Linked DNA regions of Bicyclus anynana: region 2 is linked to region 1. The links are chromatin contacts, called in public Hi-C maps. All regions are on one chromosome and are shown on one strand. The core of a region is the stretch at or near the end of the contact, and the rest is flanking DNA. Distances in the headings are between cores, read along the strand shown. Region 1 has its middle 4.7 kb from the start of LOC112055601. Region 2 has its middle 68 kb from the start of LOC112054558.

What was found. Hi-C and Micro-C count contacts between places; a contact is called where the count stands out from the background.
Region 2: a contact with region 1 is called in a Hi-C map of whole body, with 6 times the contacts expected there. The contact joins two enhancer-like sites. A contact is called at or near these places in 2 of 2 Hi-C or Micro-C datasets (whole body and whole larva).

Annotation. Positions count from the first base shown.
Region 1 is chr15:13,404,828-13,409,160 of ilBicAnyn1.1, reverse strand. No RefSeq gene overlaps it. Among protein-coding and RNA genes, the nearest start is that of LOC112055601, 4.7 kb to the right of the region's middle. Within about 2 kb of position 2,265, at least 8 of the 8 cell types and tissues checked have open chromatin away from gene starts, as enhancers often do.
Region 2 is chr15:13,609,777-13,614,109 of ilBicAnyn1.1, reverse strand. No RefSeq gene overlaps it. Among protein-coding and RNA genes, the nearest start is that of LOC112054558, 68 kb to the left of the region's middle. Within about 2 kb of position 2,334, at least 1 of the 8 cell types and tissues checked has open chromatin away from gene starts, as enhancers often do.

The DNA.
Region 1 (4,333 bases), core at 1,016-3,515:
ATAATTTTCAATTATCTTTCCGAGATTGTCTAATTTACTTTAACTCACGAAATAACAAACCTTTCGGTTTCAAAATGGCTGCCGCCCACTGTTGGCATAACAACACGATCCTTTTGTCTGTGACTGTTAGAGATACGGGAGATTTGTGGCACAACCAGATAATAGGCTGTAACAATGATTACTGAGTGATAAACGAGTGGCACAGTGGGCTTGTACCCTACATTCTACATCAGATGCTGTTGGTTTGATTCCCACAACTGGAAAATCTATACTAATATTAAATATTATAAAGCTGAAGAGTCTGTTGTTTGAACGCGCTAAACTCAGGAACTACTGATCCGATTTGAAAAATTCTATCAGTGTTAGATAGCCCATTTATCGAGAAAGGCTATAGGCTATATATTATCCTCGTATTCTAACGGGAACGGGAACCACGCGAGTGAAACCGAAAGCGTCAGCTACTTTTTGATTGATCAGCTAGTTTTTTTAGGATTGTCAGATTTCACACACGTAGAGAATTTAGAAAATACGACGTTTTTATCACCTCTTGAGACATCAAGATCATTACTCAAAATGCACATAACTGAAAAGTTGGAGAAGATTGCCCCAGACCGGATTTGAACCTACGCACAACGAATCGAAGGCATATCCACTGGACTATCACGTCAAACATTGAATAAGGGTTAAAATATAGCCCATGTTACTACCTAGTTCTATTGGTGAAAGAATTTTCTTTTTTCATAACTGTTTCAGTAGATCCAGAGTTTTTTTTTTTAATATATGACCAATATTCCCATTTCCCTCCAACTAGTCTTGAAAGACTGTGCTAGGAGTGGGTACGACAATAGACCAAGAGATTACATTAAATTTGTAAATTTGTGAGAAATTTAGAAATTGTACCTTGATGTAATGGAATGATGATGATAATGTAATGATGAATCACAGAACGAAGTGTGCAAATATCTAGTCTTAATGCTAGAACAATAATAATTTTCTTGGCAACCTTTCTATAAAAAGTTTAATGACCAAAACACCTGGTTAATTTTTAAATTATTTTATTTAAACGATTACTAGAATATAAGAAATGTGCATCCCCTCCATTAAAGCCGGTAACAAATTAAAAATAATCACCATACATGCTCGGACTCCGTGACGACTCGCTTGCATCTCATTGGTTGACTCATTTGAATTAGCAATTAAAATTAAAATTTTCACATCACCAAATTAAAGGTATAAACGATAACATCTACGTATGGCCATACTAAATTAGAAGGTATTTTTATTGATGTTTAAAAAAATAATTCCTCTTCTTTAGTAAAACGTTATGTGCGTAGTCGGTCGTTGCTCAAGATCTCCCGCTGGCTTAGTGATCGCGGCAAGCAAATAAAATGCTAATTCAGAGCTAAATCCCTTTGATTAAATTGTTTATAGACATGAAACCTTCTTCCCTCAATTGTCAAGCCGGTTCATTAATTGGCTCGTTTGAATGATTTAATTTATAAGCAACACGCACTCCCTTTTTAGTTGAGGAGCTTTATAAGGTTTGTTTCTAAAACGTGGAGCTGCGATAGCGCGGTGAATATCCGAACTAATCCAAAAACCAACCCCTTTCACTCACAGATACAAACCATTGAAAAGAAAGTAAACTAGAAACGAACCCCTTTCTCGAGCGAGTTCCGCTATCCACCTCTAGATGGCGTTCAGTAAAACGTCCCGAAGCATTCGCTCATCTTTCACATGTGTGCATGACAGAGCGAGATGGCAATCGAAAAATAAAAAAGGAGTAAAATAGACAGCAATATGCGTATACAAAGGCGTGGTTACGTGCATGCAAAGCATTTTTTATCGCAAAAATGGCCGGAACTTTACACATTGTGTTGTAAATCATAAAGTCGTAACTGCATTTCGTATGTTTAGTGTTGCATTTTATCATAAGGAGATAAGGTCGAAATTAAGGTTATATTTTTTATAAGATATGTTTAGTCACTGAAGAAGTGCAAAATAATTGGCGTCACCAGCGTCGCGGCGTCTCTAGAGAGAGAAAGTATTACCCATCTAGTACTACGCTAGAGCGGTGCCCACAGCGACCGTTATGTGGAGGGGGACGGTGAATTAGCAAATGTAGACGATAGAGTGAGATGTCGCGAAAAAATGCACAGAAAAAAAAACGCTATTTTCACTGAAGGTGCGCGGCGTAGAGTGTTGCAGTACTTGGGCGCGGTTTAAAAAAGGTCAGGGGCGCCTGCGCCCTCTGTAAAAAGACTGTGCCAAAGTTATGGGGGAAAGAGACGCTGTTACTTTAGTAGCATCATGTGGCGAGGTGCAGTGCTGTGTCCGCGAGCGGCCGCCACTGCCGCGGCATAAACAATACAACTAATTATTTGCAACTAAAATGCAAATTCCTGAAGTGTGCCCGCGAAACTACTCTCGCCGGATTGGCTAGGCGAGTGAGCGGATTCAAAAGTTTCGTATTGTGTTGTTGTGTTCTAAATACAAAAATGTGTACTTCCTGTAGTATTGTAATGCAGTGGAAGGACAATAATTTTATATTCACAGGTAAATAATATTAAAATTATAGGTGAGGTACCCACTTCATTCACCAAAATTTAAAATGATAATCCACATAAAAACATTACTAAAATTAATGAAAATGTAACCTTGAAAATCCTCTAATTACTTTTCCCGCTAAAATTACCTTGCATCATGCGTTGTAGTTGCAGTCAAAATCCCGTTTAAGTTGGCAGATTACCTCGTAGGGGTAGGGATAAGGAATTTTATTTAAACCAGGCTTAAGTACTGAAATTATTGACAGGTAGGTAGGTACTCTGTACTAGGTATTTACCTAATTACACTTAGGTATTTTCCACTGAAACTGTAACGTTGGAAAATTAAAAGTAGGGTGATTGTACCTATTTAGCAAGGCAAGTAGGGCTATTTTCTTGTGGAAGACAAATCACACATGTCTGTTTTGCCTTTGTGGGAATCTTATTAGAATTTGTAAATTGTTATTTAGGTACAAAAGTAGGTACTTATGTCGTAGGTTTTTAACTCATGCACTTTGAGCAATAATTTGTAAAATTAAGTACGAATTTTTGTTCTCAGGTAGGCGATTAGTGTAGGATTCAGAACTGCTTTGAAGTTAAAAAGTCTTAAGAAAACTTTACACACACTTTTACCTATGTTACCTACTAAAACACATGAATAAAGAAATATTACATTAGGTAGGCACCTACAGTTAATATTCCCTTCTAGAATTTATTTCTCATTAATATCTTTTATTTGTTTATTTAAAATAACTTTATAAAAACAATAATACTTAAACAATTCAAAAACAATAAAAATTTCAAATGGTCGAAATTCGAATGCTTCCATTTCCATTGACGGTAACAAAATAGGAACCTGTAACTAACACGTAAAAACTTTGGTACCTACTTATCTAAAAATAAAAAATAACGTTTTTTAACTGAATTTACTCGAGATATTTTTTTTTTAATTTTAAGAAATATGTACCTATGTGGGTACATAAGTAGGTATGTGAACGTATTTTGATAGCCATTATCAAATGTGATAAACTTGATAAGTACTGAATGTCAGGTGAGAGAGATAAGAGTTACGTTATCGTTTTTTATTTATTTAAATGAGAAAATAGTCTCGAAACTATTGAATAAATAAAACTAGACGTTATTTTCTTTTTACGATCCATTAAATTAATCTCAGAAATCTCAAATAAACGTTAACGACATCTAAATTACATTACGAAATGTAAGTTTAGTGATATATTTATATCATTATATGTAAGTTTTAGGGGCCAATTGTCAAGCAACAATAATAAAATATTAGTAGATGTATGATCTAGGCAAACAGTGTAAAAAATCATAGGCAACCGTAAATCTATGGACGAAATAGGTAGGTATTAAGAACCTGGTTGAAATTACCTATCTTAAAATAATTTTACTGCACACTAAACCTAGATAATATCTAAGATCTAAATAATAAAAAATAATTAGGTACTTACATAGCCTTTTTATATATATTGAACTGGAATACCTACCTGATCGTGTTATAGTATTATTAAAGTAATCTATGCATTTCTAATTGCTTAGGCATTTAATTTCTAATGTCGTTAATGCAAATCAAACTGTTAAAATAATATTTTCTTTAGATAAGGTAGTAACGAGATACCAAAACGTGTTAGAAAAACAAACAGATTAACCTGCTTTAGAAAAGTCACGTTTGTTGAAAATTTAAACGTAGAAACTGAACTAGTCTTAAGTATCTTTTAGAAAATATATCCATTATATTAACAATATAATTGTAGAAGATTAATGATTTT
Region 2 (4,333 bases), core at 1,085-3,584, 200 kb before region 1:
TTGTTTATTTCAAACTTAAACAATAAAGCTCCTGAAAAGTCAAAGTCTCTATTAAGTTACTAACATCGGTGGCAACATTTAATGTAAGGTTTTATTTTATTTATTTTTGCATAGTTTGTAAGCATTATTGAAATGTCGAGTTTGTATTTTTTGTAGTTACACAATTCAGATAGCAGAATCCAGATTTTTTTTTTTTTTTTTTATTCTTTACAAGTCAGCCCTTGACTACAATCTCACCTGATGGTAAGTGATGATGCAGTCTAAGATGGAAGCGGGCTAATTTGTTAGGAGGAGGATGAAAATCCACACCCCTTTCGGTTTCTACACGGCATCGTACCGGAACGCTAAATCGCTTGGCGGTACGTCTTTGCCGGTAGGGTGGTAACTAGCCACGGCCGAAGCCTCCCACCAGCCAGACCTGGACAAATTAAGAAAATCTCAATCTGCCCAGCCGGGGATCGAACCCAGGACCTCCGTTTTGTAAATCCACCGCGCATACCACTGCGCCACGGAGGCCGTCAAATGACGAAAATACCCCGAAAGATATTTCGCAGTTGTTCTAAGAAAATTATCAATTTGATTGGTTCAACAGGTCAGAGAGAAACTATGTATCCTATTATAATTTGTATGGATGGATTTATGGATGTTTATTACTCTTTCCGCAAAAACTACTGTTGGCTGGGAGATAGATTATATTCTGGATTAACACACACTCGTATACTTGTAGGTAGGTATATAGGTACTATCTATCTCGGAAAGATCCATGTTTCCCGCAGAATTTGCAGGATTTCGGAAAAACTGAATTTCACGTGGACCAAGTTCTTTATTTTAATAACATTCCTGTCTGGTATTTTTGTGTTGTAGATTTGTTTAGGATATTTCGCTGTAAAAAAAATTAATCGCCGCAATCGTAAGGTTTTTAACTGATTCTATAGAAATCTTAAAAATCTTTACGTCAATACGACAGTCAGTCAAGTAATAAGACAGTTATGATGAACTTAATTCTAAACAAGTTATTATCTCTCAACAATTACGTCCAGTTATTATCTGATAACTACGATTTTCAGAAAACTAAACCTTCTGTCCTATTATTGAAATATTTTTCAATTGAATATATCTTTTTTACATAATTGTGATTCTGTGGCATTATCAAAATACTTAAAAAAATATTATATTATGACAGTACGTCGTGGTAATAATAGTCAGTCAAGATAGACAGCAATAGTTGTCACCAGCAACTTAACCGTCGTAATTGAGTTGCCTGAAAATCAATTATAATTTCTCTCCATATCGTAAAAGTTATGATGGAACGTTCCGAAATTTGGAGGATTTGTTTACGGATGATATTCGTAAACAATTCCTTCTATTGGTAGGTATATTTGAAATACTTGACGTATCTAAATGCTTATCACAGTCCGCCATGGCAATAAGACAGTCAAGATAATACGACAGCAATAGTTGTCGCCAACATCACCAGCGCTCAACCGAGCAATGTAATTGTCGTAATTGAGTTACCTGAAATGCAATTATAATTTCTCTCCATATCGTAAAAGTTATGATGGAACGTTCTGAAATTTAGAGGATTTGTTTACGGATGATATTCGTAAATAAATCCTTCTATTGGTAGGTATATTTGAAATACTTGACGTATCTAAATGCTTATCACAGTCCGCCATGGTAATAAGACAGTCAAGATAATACGACAGCAATAGTTGTCGCCAACATCACCAGCGCTCAACCGAGCAATGTAATTGTCGTAATTGAGTTGCCTGAAATGCAATTATAATTTCTCTCCATATCGTAAAAGTTATGATGAAACGTTCTGAAATTTGGAGGATTTTTTTACGGATGATATTCGTAAACAAATCCTTATATTGGTAGGTATTTTTGAAATATTTGACGTATCTAAATGCTATTATCACAGTCCGTCATGGTAATAAGACAAGATAATACGACAGCAATAGTTGTCGCCAACATCACCAGCGCTCAACCGAGCAATGTAATTGTCGTAATTGAGTTGCCTGAAATGCAATTATAATTTCTCTCTATATCGTAAAAGTTATGATGAAACGTTCTGAAATTTGGAGGATTTGTTTACGGATGATATTCGTAAACAAATCCTTCTATTGGTAGGTTTATTTGAAATATTTGACGTATCTAAATGCTTATCACAGTCCGTCATGGTAATAAGACAGTCGAGATAATACGACAGCAATAGTTGTCACCAACATCACCAGCGCTCAACCGAGCAATCTAATTGTCTTAATTGAGTTGCCTGAAATGCGGGTTATTAATTTTTTCCCCGCGTACCCCCAAAGCCCGACTCCGCTTAATATTCGCGGCGTATTGCTAATTAATGAGCAACGATGGCGCGGTATTCGTTAACGAGACGTTTGCGACTGTCGTCGTTCTGTAAGCGAATTCTTTGCATTTTAATTCAGTGGCTACAAAAAGGGTACCTAATATAGGTGTTGGGGGTTTTAAGCCGACGATAAAACGGTTAAGACTGTTGTAATCTATTTTTACGGCCTAGTCGAGGGCCACGCTGCTTTAATGCGGGTTTTTTTGGTGGGCTTTAATATTTCTAAATTTATGAACGACTAATATCAAATATTAGTGCTAAAGACCGGGAACGAAGGCTTAACGTGAAACTTCTCAACTCCGCTCTAAGAATTTCAATTGACAGTTTCATAGAGAAAAATTCAGAATCTCATAGCCTACCCAGACGACCTCGTGATGCAAAACCACTTTGGCTCATCATCAGTGCTCAGACTACGTTAGTTTAATCCTACTAATATTATAAACGTAAAAGTTTGTATGAATGATTGGATGTATGTTTGGATGTTTGTTACTCTTTAACGCCGCTACTACTGAAGCGATTTGGCTGAAATTTCAAATGGTATTAGATTTTACTCTGGATTAACACATAGGCTACTTTTTATTCCGGAAAAATCCATGGTTCCTGAGGGATTTGGGAAAAACTAAATTCCACGCGGACGAAGTAGCGGGCGTCCGATAGTAAAGTATATGTTTAAATGCCATTATTGACAATGAAATATGTATTTCGGGCACAAACATTTGTACCTGGAAAAATGGCGCGCGTTATGACACCGAATAACGAATCATCTTTACTTTCTATCTGTCTATTTACTTCTCGTCTACGTACCAAGTTGACATGTTTACCCCACAACTTTGCCTGGGAGTTCAGTTTGAGCCTGACGTTCTCACGACGTCCTTACAATGTTGGTACATTCATCTAAGTAGCTATTATGTGCGTCAATAATGCGTCGACTATTCAGCGCTTCGTCAAAGAGCCTTTGAGCTTAAGCCTTTTATTTTACTTTCTTTGACCTCCTTTTCTTACTTTGGAGGGAAGTAATAAAGAGATTTATATTAATGCTGCGGGTAGTTTTAACTTGTTACTAGGTGGGGATCATATTTATAGTTCCAGCAATGATATTTTTATACTAGAGACAGGGCACTGGCGCATCTAAACTGAGACGGACAAATGTGTACAATTGTCTAAATTTTATTTGGTCACCTATTAAACAACGACAGTTTTTTAAACACATAATATCTAAATTGTCTACAATGTCGAGTTGTGTGTTTAGGAAGTGTAAAAACTATATACTTATACATAAATATATTATAATCTATTATGTAATCACAAATTGTGATCATGTGAAATTCGGATCACTTTTTGCAGTGATTTTGTAGGCACGTAATCTATCTATAGTGTAAAATAATCATTGGTTACCAGTATAAAAAAAAACCCTCGTTGAATGAAAAGTTCAAATAACAACACTTCTCTTTATTCGCCAAAAACAACAGAGATACTTATCTTATACATAAGGATACCGTCTATAATATAATTAAACGGAAGGTACATACCTTCTTTTTTTTCGAAATTTTGTACCTACCTATATATAAATAGGTAGGTAGCTTAGACCAAGGTAGGTAGGTACAAAATTTCAATAAAAATTATTAAGTTAATAATTTTCTTAATTTTATTATTACAAAATTTGCAGTTGTCCTTTAATTTTACTTATATCCAAAGTGAGTAAATTATTAAAATAAAACTAATTTACATTTTATTTTTCTATCTGAGTTCACATGAATTTAATTTTTAACGTTTATTTCAGAAATGTTTCCATTTCTCTGAGATATTAAAAAGTTCAAAACATCTGTTCAGCTAATCTGCTAAGAGCTCGGAATCCTGAGCTCTTTGGAATGTTTAATAAAAAAAAAAAATCTAAGATCAACACTCAAATTAAAAGTACAAGTATTCATGTACAAGTATTCATGATTTTTTTTCTATAAGAATATTAATAAA